Regions from separate parts of the Pan troglodytes genome. Here region 2 is linked to region 1. A link is a contact called in public HiChIP or PLAC-seq data. All regions are on one chromosome and are shown on one strand. Each heading gives the region's core, a stretch centred on a gene start, on an enhancer-like site or on the middle of the called end of the contact. The rest is flanking DNA. Distances are from core to core; before and after follow the strand shown. Region 1 holds the start of ATP6V1H (ATPase H+ transporting V1 subunit H). Region 2 holds the start of TCEA1 (transcription elongation factor A1).

The links. HiChIP or PLAC-seq counts read pairs in DNA pulled down with a chosen protein or histone mark.
Region 2: a contact with region 1 is called in an H3K4me3 HiChIP or PLAC-seq map of stem cell-derived excitatory neurons, with 2.2 times the contacts expected there. The contact joins the promoter of TCEA1 here to the promoter of ATP6V1H in region 1. A contact is called at or near these places in 2 of 7 Hi-C or Micro-C datasets (blood and stem cell-derived neural progenitor cells) and 1 of 1 datasets of contacts at active chromatin or transcription factors (stem cell-derived excitatory neurons).

Annotation. Positions count from the first base shown.
Region 1 is chr7:62,425,906-62,430,903 of NHGRI_mPanTro3-v2.0_pri, reverse strand. It overlaps ATP6V1H (ATPase H+ transporting V1 subunit H), which reads left to right and starts at 1,735. Exons shown (of 14, transcript XM_016959475.3): 1 at 1,735-2,270; 2 at 3,577-3,724. The coding sequence starts at 3,612.
Region 2 is chr7:62,606,959-62,611,723 of NHGRI_mPanTro3-v2.0_pri, reverse strand. It overlaps TCEA1 (transcription elongation factor A1), which reads left to right and starts at 2,154. Exons shown (of 10, transcript XM_528135.8): 1 at 2,154-2,574. The coding sequence starts at 2,512.

The DNA of each region.
Region 1 (4,998 bases), core at 486-2,985:
AGCCGGGTTCCTAACAGGCCATGCACCACACCAGTCTGTGGCCCAGGGTATGGGGACCCCAGGTATGATATATAATTAGGTAACTGAGATCACTGCTATGGTCTGTTTGTGTCTCCCCAAAATTCCTGTGTTGAAATCCTAACTCCCAAGGTGATGATATTAGGAGGTGGGACCTTTGGGAAATGATCAGGTCATGAGGGTGGAGCTCTCATGAATGAAATTAATGTCCTTATGAAAGAGACCCCAGAGAGCTCTCTCACCTCTCCACCATGTGAAGCTACAATGAGAAGACAGCAGTTTGCAACCTGGGACAATCCTTCCCAGAACCTCACCATGATAGCACCCCAATTCTGGACTTTCAACCTCCAGAACTGTGAGAAAATGAATTTCTGTTGTTTATAAGCCACCCAGTCTACAGCACTTTGTTACAGGAGCCTGAATGGACCAAGAAAAATCTCCGATAGAAGTGTTACAGAAATAATGTTAAGAGAGATAATGCCGGGAGTACCTGCCTCTTCTCTTCTCCCTATTCCAGGCAAATTGTCTGGTAATGTTGTGATGCTTGGAGAACGCCAGCCCAGGTGCCTGTGAAGCAGTCCCCTTTGCTCACTGCACTGTTCCTGATTTTGTTCCATATCTTTGTGCCTCCCGGAAAAGAGGAGAGCCTCCCGAAATCTGATGAGACTCGCTGTATCACGCCAGTCTGTGGCTTAGGTGATACAGAAAGGAAATGCGAAGATCAGGCCTCACTGCCAGCTTTGCTCAGTTACACAGAAAACATGCTGTTTCAGCTTTTGGGAGTTTATTAGTACACGATCGGTTTTTCTCTTTTATGAAAGTTTTCCCCCTTAGATTTGCTTTCAAAACAACAGACTTTCACTTCTGGCTAAGACAGAATGAGTGACCTAGTACAATCTTTGACACCGTTATTATATATCTTTATTCACAATCAATGCATGATTTTGATTATTCTGACTTTAATTTTACTAGTAAAAATGGGTTGGTTATAAATCCCTTTCAAAGAATTTTTTTTTTTTTTTTTTTGAGACGGAGTTTTGCTTTTTCTGCCCAGGCTGGAGTACAATGGTGCGATCTTGGCTCACTGCAACCTCTGCCTCCCGGGTTCAAGTGATTCTCCTACCTCAGCCTCCCAAGTAGCTGGGATTACAGGCATGCGCCACCACACCCAGCTAATTTTTTGTATTTTTAGTAGAGATGGGGTTTCACCATGTTGGTCAGCTGGTCTCGAACTCCAGACCTCAGGTGATCCACCGGCCTCGGCCTCCCAAAGTGCTGGGATTACAGGAGTGAGCCACCGCGCCCGGCCCCTTTCATTGCTTTTTAAGGAAAACATGCCATCATATATACCTCACCTCCAGGGCAGTACATTCTTACTTTAAGGCAAAGACAGTTGCTGAGGCCTGGACTAGGGGAAAATTTGGGCTCCAGATGGGACTGTTGGATAAAATACCAGACGTCCTGTAAATGTGAATTTTAGATAAACAACGAATAACTTTTTAGTATAAAAGTAAATACTGCAATGGAATTTATTATTTGCTAAATGTGCAACCCTAGGTTAAGAGAGCTTTTCAGACCCACTTCTCAGCCCCAGTTTTCTATTTAAAATCAGAATAAGAACGTCTGCTTCATGGAGCTGTTAAATCCAAATGGAAATTAATTTGAAAGCGCGAAATCAAACTTTTCAAAAGAATGACGGTTACAATAAGAGAGTTTTGGCCTCTGCTAGCTGCTTCCGGGCGGAGGTCCTCGGCCTCCCCTAGGCGAGGCGCTAGGTCTGGGGGCGGCGGGTCTTAGCTTGCCCGCCACGCTCGCCGCCTCCCACCTGCCCTGGCTGGCTGGGGCCCGACCCTTGCGTCGCTCCGGGGCCCAAGTTACGGACTCGGGAATCCAGTTGTCCGCACCGAACAAGCCCCGCCGCAGCGCCCGCCCCTCCTCTTGCTGCTTTGGAGTCTCCCGGCTTCCGCCTTCCGCAGCAGTCACGTGCCTCCGATCACGTGACCGGCGCCTCTGTCATTCTACTGCGGCCGCCCTGGCTTCCTTCTACCTGTGCGGCCCTCAACGTCTCCTTGGTGCGGGACCCGCTTCACTTTCGGCTCCCGGAGTCTCCCTCCACTGCTCAGACCTCTGGACCTGACAGGAGACGCCTACTTGGCTCTGACGCGGCGCCCCAGCCCGGCTGTGTCCCCGGCGCCCCGGACCACCCTCCCTGCCGGCTTTGGGTGCGTTGTGGGGTCCCGAGGATTCGCGAGGTAAGGCCGCCCTCGCGTTGTTTGGTCTCAGGCTGCAGACCAGGTCAGGCGACTCTTGCAGTTTCTCCAGCTTGCGGTGCGTGCTGGTGTCTTGCCGCTTGGTCCTCTCCTGTTCTTCGGCCCCGGTTGCCAGATTGCTTTTCTTCCAGGCCTCAACCAGGTTTATTAAGCGAAATTCTGGAGCCTTTCTCGCAGGGGGAAGAAACGTCAGGGGCGGGCAGGAGAGTGGAGCGGGAGGGGTAAAAAGTATACCTTCTCCAGGACTGGGCCACGGCCCTGGATCGCTGGGGGTGCGAGTAGTTCAGGGACTTAGGTAATTGTCTAGAGACACCTTGAGCTACCCCAGGACGGGCTGCTGAGGCTGAGCCTCCTTGGCTGCAGAGTTCCAGCCTGGCCCAGTTGAAGCCTGTTTTTTCCTGGGCCCTGTCGTTCCGCGCTGCCCAGGGTTGTTTATACAGCAAATCTTCAGATACAGAGATTAAGTTCCAAATTGATTAAGATCGTTGGAAACCCGGAATATAATTTTGGGTAGGATTTTAACTTCTTTGTGGCCATGGCTGTGAATTTATGTTTTGCAAGTGGCAACCTGTATTTTGCTTTGTGTTAAAATCAGTCGTTTGTATCTGGAAGTTTAGGAGTGAGAATTACATAGAATTTCATTATTGTAGGTTCTTGTCGTCCAGCCAGACCGCCATTGTTGTCTTATCTAAATTGTAATATGTATTTGTTCTAAAACTTTCTCTCCGAATTTTGATTTTGCAAATACTATGAATTTTGTTTGAAAAGGAAAGCACTGTCTTCTAAGAAATTATGTTCCCACTTTGTGTATTTTAATTTGAGTAATTTTCGAAAGGACTTAGAATTTTTAATGTGCCACTTCAAAATGATGCTTAGTAAATGTTTATAAAGCTAGCCTTATCCGTACTATTCATATTCTTATTGTTTCTCTATGAGAAAAGTTAACCACAATTGTATAAATTTACAATTTTTCCCATATTTATACCTATTCTATTTAATCATGATTTCTGATTTCAGTATATTAGGTGATTGCTTTAAAAATCTTACTGCAATGTTAGTGCCAATAATGAAAAAAATTTTTCTAGAAAAGCAAAAGCCTAAAGAACTCTTTTATGGAGCAGTGGACAATATTTGAAATATAATGATACTTTCAGACTTAGGACATTTAATATTTGAGTTGAATGCCTGGGGAGATTAAAGTGATCATGATATTCATAATCATAATATTAATAGTTGTAAAAAAGAGAAACACCTCATATTCTGTTTTTACCTTGCATCAAAATTGAAGATTTGTTGAAAGACATTCAAGATTACGAAGTTTAGATGACCAAAATGGATATCCGAGGTGCTGTGGATGCTGCTGTCCCCACCAATATTATTGCTGCCAAGGCTGCAGAAGTTCGTGCAAACAAAGTGAACTGGCAATCCTATCTTCAGTAAGTACCAATTTGCTGTGAATCATGGACAGTCATATGCTTTTGCATCAGACTTTTTCATGGTCATGCTTCTATGAGAGAAATACGGGGAAAATACTGAAAAATGTGGAAGAAACACTTCCTCTTCAGAATAATTAGCTGTCTTAGGGAGTTAAGTGTAGTGGGGTGGAAACAGCTTGGCGCCCTAGTGGGGAAGCAGAGCGGCTCATGGTGCTTTTGACCTTCCCTGGCTGCCTGGGGAAGTACTTTTGGAATAAGTGGGAAACATAGGAGGAATGTCCTTGGGCTAACGGAGGGAGGAAGGGGATGAGGGGCAAAACCTGCTAGACTGGTCTGATATGCCCTGGCAATCAGCATAGGGGCAGGTGGCCTTTTTAGAGTGGTGCATACAACTAATAAGAAGCACAGATATTTGAGTTGAGAGACTTGGATTTGAGTTTTGGTTCTTGCTATTAGTTTGATGATCTTAAGCAAATCACTTAACTTCTCTGAGGCTCAATAAAGTAAAATGTGAAATGGGGAGACATACCCCACAGGCTTGTTGCTGAAATAATGTATTTATTAGCACAGTAGAATACAAGCATTAGTATGTTGAATACAATAAATTTTAGTTCCCCCTTCTTTCTTGTGTGTATTAATATTTAATGTGCTGATGTTTCAGTATTTTGTATTTATCTGTAAAGTGAGCATTCATGTATTCTTGACCATATTTTATTGACTTCATATTTATTTTGGTATATTTATAACTGAGTTACCAAGGAATTCAGTTCAGATTTGCATATGCATTTTGAAAAACAAATTGAGGAATCTAGTTTTATATTAGTGTTAATTTTATATTAGTATTAATAGTTTGTGTTGTTGTAGGAGGGATCTATAATGTACAAAAATGATCCTTTAATTTCTGTTAATTTAATCACTCATCAAACATTTATTGATTACCTGCCAAGTCTGAGGCATTTTTCCAGGCTTTGAGGCCACAAAAATTCCATACAGAGTACTGTCCCTGAAGGAACTAAAACTCTAGTAGGGAAGTCAGATGTATTAATAGATCATTTTAATTCACTATTTTTTTTTTTTTTTTTTTTTATGACAGAGTCTCACTCTGTTGCCCAGGCTGGAGTACAGTGGGGCAGTCTTGGCTCACTGCATCCTCTGCCTCCCAGGTTCAAGCAATTCTCCTTCCTCAGCCTCCCGAGTAGCTGGGATTACAGGCACCTGACACCTTGCCCGCCTAATTTTTTTGTATTTTTAGTAGAGACAGGGTTTCAGCATGT
Region 2 (4,765 bases), core at 905-3,404, 180 kb before region 1:
ACTCCGTCTAAAAAAAAATAAAAAATAAAATAAAATGAATTAAAATCTAAAAAAATAGTTAAAAATGGTCTTAGACAAGGTAGCATGAAAAAAGAAGAAAAGTAGTTAAATGGATAAATTTTGTGTTATGTGTATTTTACAGTAAAGAAAAAAATCAACTGATTCTTTGGGAAAAAAGAAAAATGACAGAATTATTAGAATAAATGTACAAATCCACATTGTAAAGGGAAATTTTTACATACTCATTAATTGAGGCATGAAGCAGACAGCAAACAGGGATGTGTGTATTTTACAGTAAAAAAAATCAACTGATTCTTTGGGAAAAAAGAAAAATGACAGAATTGTTAGAATAAATGTACAAATCCACATCATAAGGGGAAATTTTTACATACTCATTAATTGAGGCATGAAGCAGACAGCAAACAGGGATGTAAATATTGCAACATTTTCTGTAGAAAACAATTTTTTTCTGTGTGTTCTTTTTTAGAACACATAGATATGCATAAACATTGACAAGACAGGCCGGGCGCAGTGGCTCACGCCTGTAATCCCAGCACTTTGGAAGGCCGAGGTGGGCAGATCACCTGAGGCCAGGAGTTCGAGATCGGCCTGGCCAACATGGAGAAACTTCGTCTCTACTAAAAATACAAAAAATTAGCCGGGTGTGCTGGTGGGCGCCTGTAGTCCCAGCTACTCAGGAGACTGAGGCAGGAAAATCGCTTGAACCCGGGAGGTGGAGGTTGCAGTGAGCCAGCCGAGATGGCACCACTGCACTCCAGCCTGGTCAATAAGAGCAAAACTCCGTCTCAAAAAAAAAAAAAAAAAAAAAAAAAATTGACAAAATAAATCTCAACAAATACTACAATTTAAGCTGGAAATCAATAATAAAAAGATAATTTAAAAATGAAACAAAATAGGGAAACGATCCCAATACTTCTCCCCCAAATGAGTGAGTCATAACCAGGAAAAATCTGTCATCTCAGTATAGAAAGAACATTATTAGGCGGTGTATTTTGATGAATGATAGTTACGTGGTGTGGGAGTTATACCTGCAAATAGCATGAGTTGGTAGTGAAGGGTTTAAGTTGGGAAAGACTTTTTGGAGGAGCCTGCATTCTCCACTATGAACCCTGTCACCACTTAATTCACCTTCCTCTCTGATCCTCAGAAGCTGGTGGGATGCCTTGTGTAATTTCTGACCAGAAGGTTTCCGTCAACTGTTCTTCAACTATTCAAAATGCCATGCCCAAGACTGGTTCTTAGTACTCCAGGAGCTCACGATTTCACCTTTATTTATTTTTTATTTTTTTTGAGACGGAGTTTCGCTCTTGTCGCCCAGGCTAGAGTGCAATGGCAGTCTCGGCTCACCGCAACTTCCGCCTCCCGGGTTCAAGCGATTCTCCTGCCTCAGCCTCCCGAGTGGCTGGGATCACAGGCCACGACGCCCGGCTAATTTTGTATTTTTAGTAGTGACGATGTTTCTCCATGTTGGTCAGGCTGGTCTCGAACTCCTCACCTCAGGTGATCCGCCCGCCTCGGCCTCCCAAAGTGCTGGGATTACAGGCATGAGCCACCGCGCCCGGCCGATTTTTTTTTTTTTAAAAAGGAACGCTTAGCCGGGTGCAGTGGCTCAGGTCTGTAATCCCAGCACTTTGGGAGGCCGAGGCGGGCAGATCACTAGGTCAAGAGATCAAAACCATCCTGGCCAACATGGTGAAACCCTGTCTCTACTAAAAATACAAAAAATTAGCAGGGCGTGGTGGCGGGCGCCTGTAGTCCCAGCTACTCGGGAAGCTAAAGCAGGAGAATCGCTTGAACCCGGGGGGAGGAGGTTGCAGTGAGCCGAGATCGCGCCACTGTACTCCAGCCTGGCGACAGAGCGAGGCTCCGTCTCAAAAAAAAAGGAACTCTTAAAACGAGTAACTCCGTAACCTAATTTAGAGGACGCGGGTTCCATTTTTCCCCGTAGCAGTCTCCTATGGAGAAAGTGCTTGGCTTCCCACAGACTTTAAAACCTGCCAAAGTTCCATGCTCGGTATCTGCCCCCGTTTCGAGATACTTGGGCCTCCGCGAGTTCTAAAACTCCGGGATGTCCCGATGCAACAGGGGGCCGAAAACCCGCCCCGTGAGGGGGCGGGACCGGAGGTGAACGCGCAGCAAAACCGGGCGCCTTCCACGACCCTCTAGCCGGAAGCCACGCCTGCCCACTAGCCCGACGCCCGCCTGGCGGGAACATGGGCTCGCCCCTCACCAGCGATCTGCAGTCAATTGGTAGCGCCTGCACGTCGCGCGCGGTGTTCGATTGTCGCTGCCTGGGGAGGAGGAGCCGGAGGCGGAGCCGGAGCCGCCGCCGCCGCCGCGGGCTTAGTTCGTGAGGAAGGGGGCTTAGGCCCGGGCCTGCGGTGGTGGGGGTTGCCGCGCGCCGGGGGTCTCTCCTGCTGTGTCTTCCGCTCCAGCTTCGCCCACTTCCCCTTGCCAGTGGGGTGGGCGCGGAGAAGACCTGCCGGAGCCATGGAGGACGAAGTGGTCCGCTTTGCCAAGAAGATGGACAAGATGGTGCAGAAGAAGAACGCGGTGAGCGCGGCGAGCGGCGCGGGCCGGGAGGGAGGCCGGGCCGCGGTCCGGCCCGAGGGGGCCGCCCCCCCCTTCTCCCTCCCCTCCCCTTGCAGCCTCCCGTCTGGGAGCCGGGCCCGCCGCGCCCGCGTCCCCGGGGAGGGTGTCCGGGCCCGGGGCGTCGGGTCCCGCGGCCACCCGCGTTAGGACGCGCTCGCTCTTGTATTTCCAGTCCCTGCTCTCTGGTGCCGCGTAATAAACCTAATCGATTTAGGGATTAGGGCACGCTCTCCGTTGACTTTAAACTTTCGTGCTAGTAAAGCCTTGGCAATTTAGCTTAGGAATTGAAGCGTAGAAAGTCCTCAGAACTTGAAAGAATGGAGTCTTCCGTGATCCGTGGCCAACATCTAGAAAGAGCATCAAATAGAGGCTTGTGATCGGTATTAGATATCGGGCTGGTAAAATGTAAAACTTCTGTGTCTTATTTTTGAAGAGGGCTGAACGTCCGCCTGGTTATCTCAACTGTGCTACATGTTTGCTTAGCGATTAAAAAGGTAAAGTGTGCCAGTTTCTTGGCGAGTTGCTAAACGTTTTATAAAAAGCGGGTTTTGTCCTGTCGTAATGTACAGAAGAATTAGGACTAAAGCACGCACACTCACCGGAATGCTGGTAGAGGGATTTGGACAAATTATATTGTTGGGTATTTTCTAAGTGGTTTACAGTTAATACTGGTGGCATTTTCTTGTTATTGATGAATATTTATGTAAGCATATGCTTTTGTGGTTTGTAAGAAATCCTCATACGACCAGTTTCTACAGCTTGCCCATTTGTGTGGCACTTTCAGTCCCTTGCTTCAGACTCATCTGTTCTCAGCTAAACATATTTTTTCGAGACGGAGTTTAACTCTTGTTGCACAAGCTGGAGTGCAATGGCTTGATCTCGGCTCACTGCAATCTCCGCCTCTCGGGTTCAAGTGATTCTCCTGCCTCAGCCTCCCGAGTAGCTGGGATTACAGACGTGCGCCACCACGCCTGGCTATTTTTTTGTATTTTTAGTAGAAACGGGGTTTCACCATCTTAACCAGGCTGGTCTCGAACTCCTGACCTCAGGTGATCCGCCCACCTCGGCCTCCCAAAGTGCTGGGATTACATGCGTGAGGCCACCGCGCCTGGCCTCTCAGGTAAACTTATATAATTGTCCTCACCTAAATTTGTTTAACCACGTTCGGCACATTTTCATCATCAGTGTACCTGAAATAATTTTTCTTCCATCTATAAAGTAAATTCCATGTCAAACTAATGTGAAGAGAAAAGGGATGCTCTGATTTGTACAGCACTTTGGAGTTAAAAAGCATCTGTTCAAAATTCTTTTGTGACTCACACAGAGCTGTGAGTACATAAAGGGTATCCATTTTACAGATTAAGACACTGAGAGAGATTAAGTACTACTACTTAAATTAAGTACTGTGTAGTTTGGAATAAGCCAGGACCCAGGTTTTCTTCTGGACAGCATGCTTTCCACATGACAGCTAGATCAGGAATTAATGTTAACACTAAATACGTAAGACTTCAAACATCCTCTGTTCCCCTTTTTCCTTTAACAGGTGCATTGCCTCGTATTTCATTTCATACCCTGTTAATCTGTATTTGCAAATTTTGGCCTTTTAAAGTATTTCCTGTTTATTTTCTGTTCTAGATATTACCAGTGCCATTTTTCCTCCCCATTGATATGGCCCTTCATTTCCCACTTCAAATTCTGGTTATTTGATAGGTTATCGGAACATTTTCGTTATTTTGTTTAAACTGGACAATTTTTCTCTGGTCTGGAGATCCCCAGACTTGCACAGTAGAAGCTCCCAGGGAAAAAAAGCCATTGTTGGGTAATGTTCTCTCCAACTTAGGCTGTAATATGTATCCTTTAATCATCTAATGCATTAGATGTTTGCTTGATTTTGTTTCTTTCCTTGTAATAATGTTTCTAAGTAATTTTTTAGTGGGCAGGTGTGGAGAAGATAAGTTCATATTTATCTGCAGTTCTCAAATCGTCAACAAATTTTCAGATCTTTTGTAATGAGTCTGGAAGAGAATGAGAATAAACTCCACAAATAATCCTCAAATCTAAGTTTTCTTCTCAAATCTAAGTTTTCAGGTAGTTCAAAACTTTTCCAGTATGAAAACTTGCCTCCCAAAAAGAAAGGTAAAACTGACTGGCT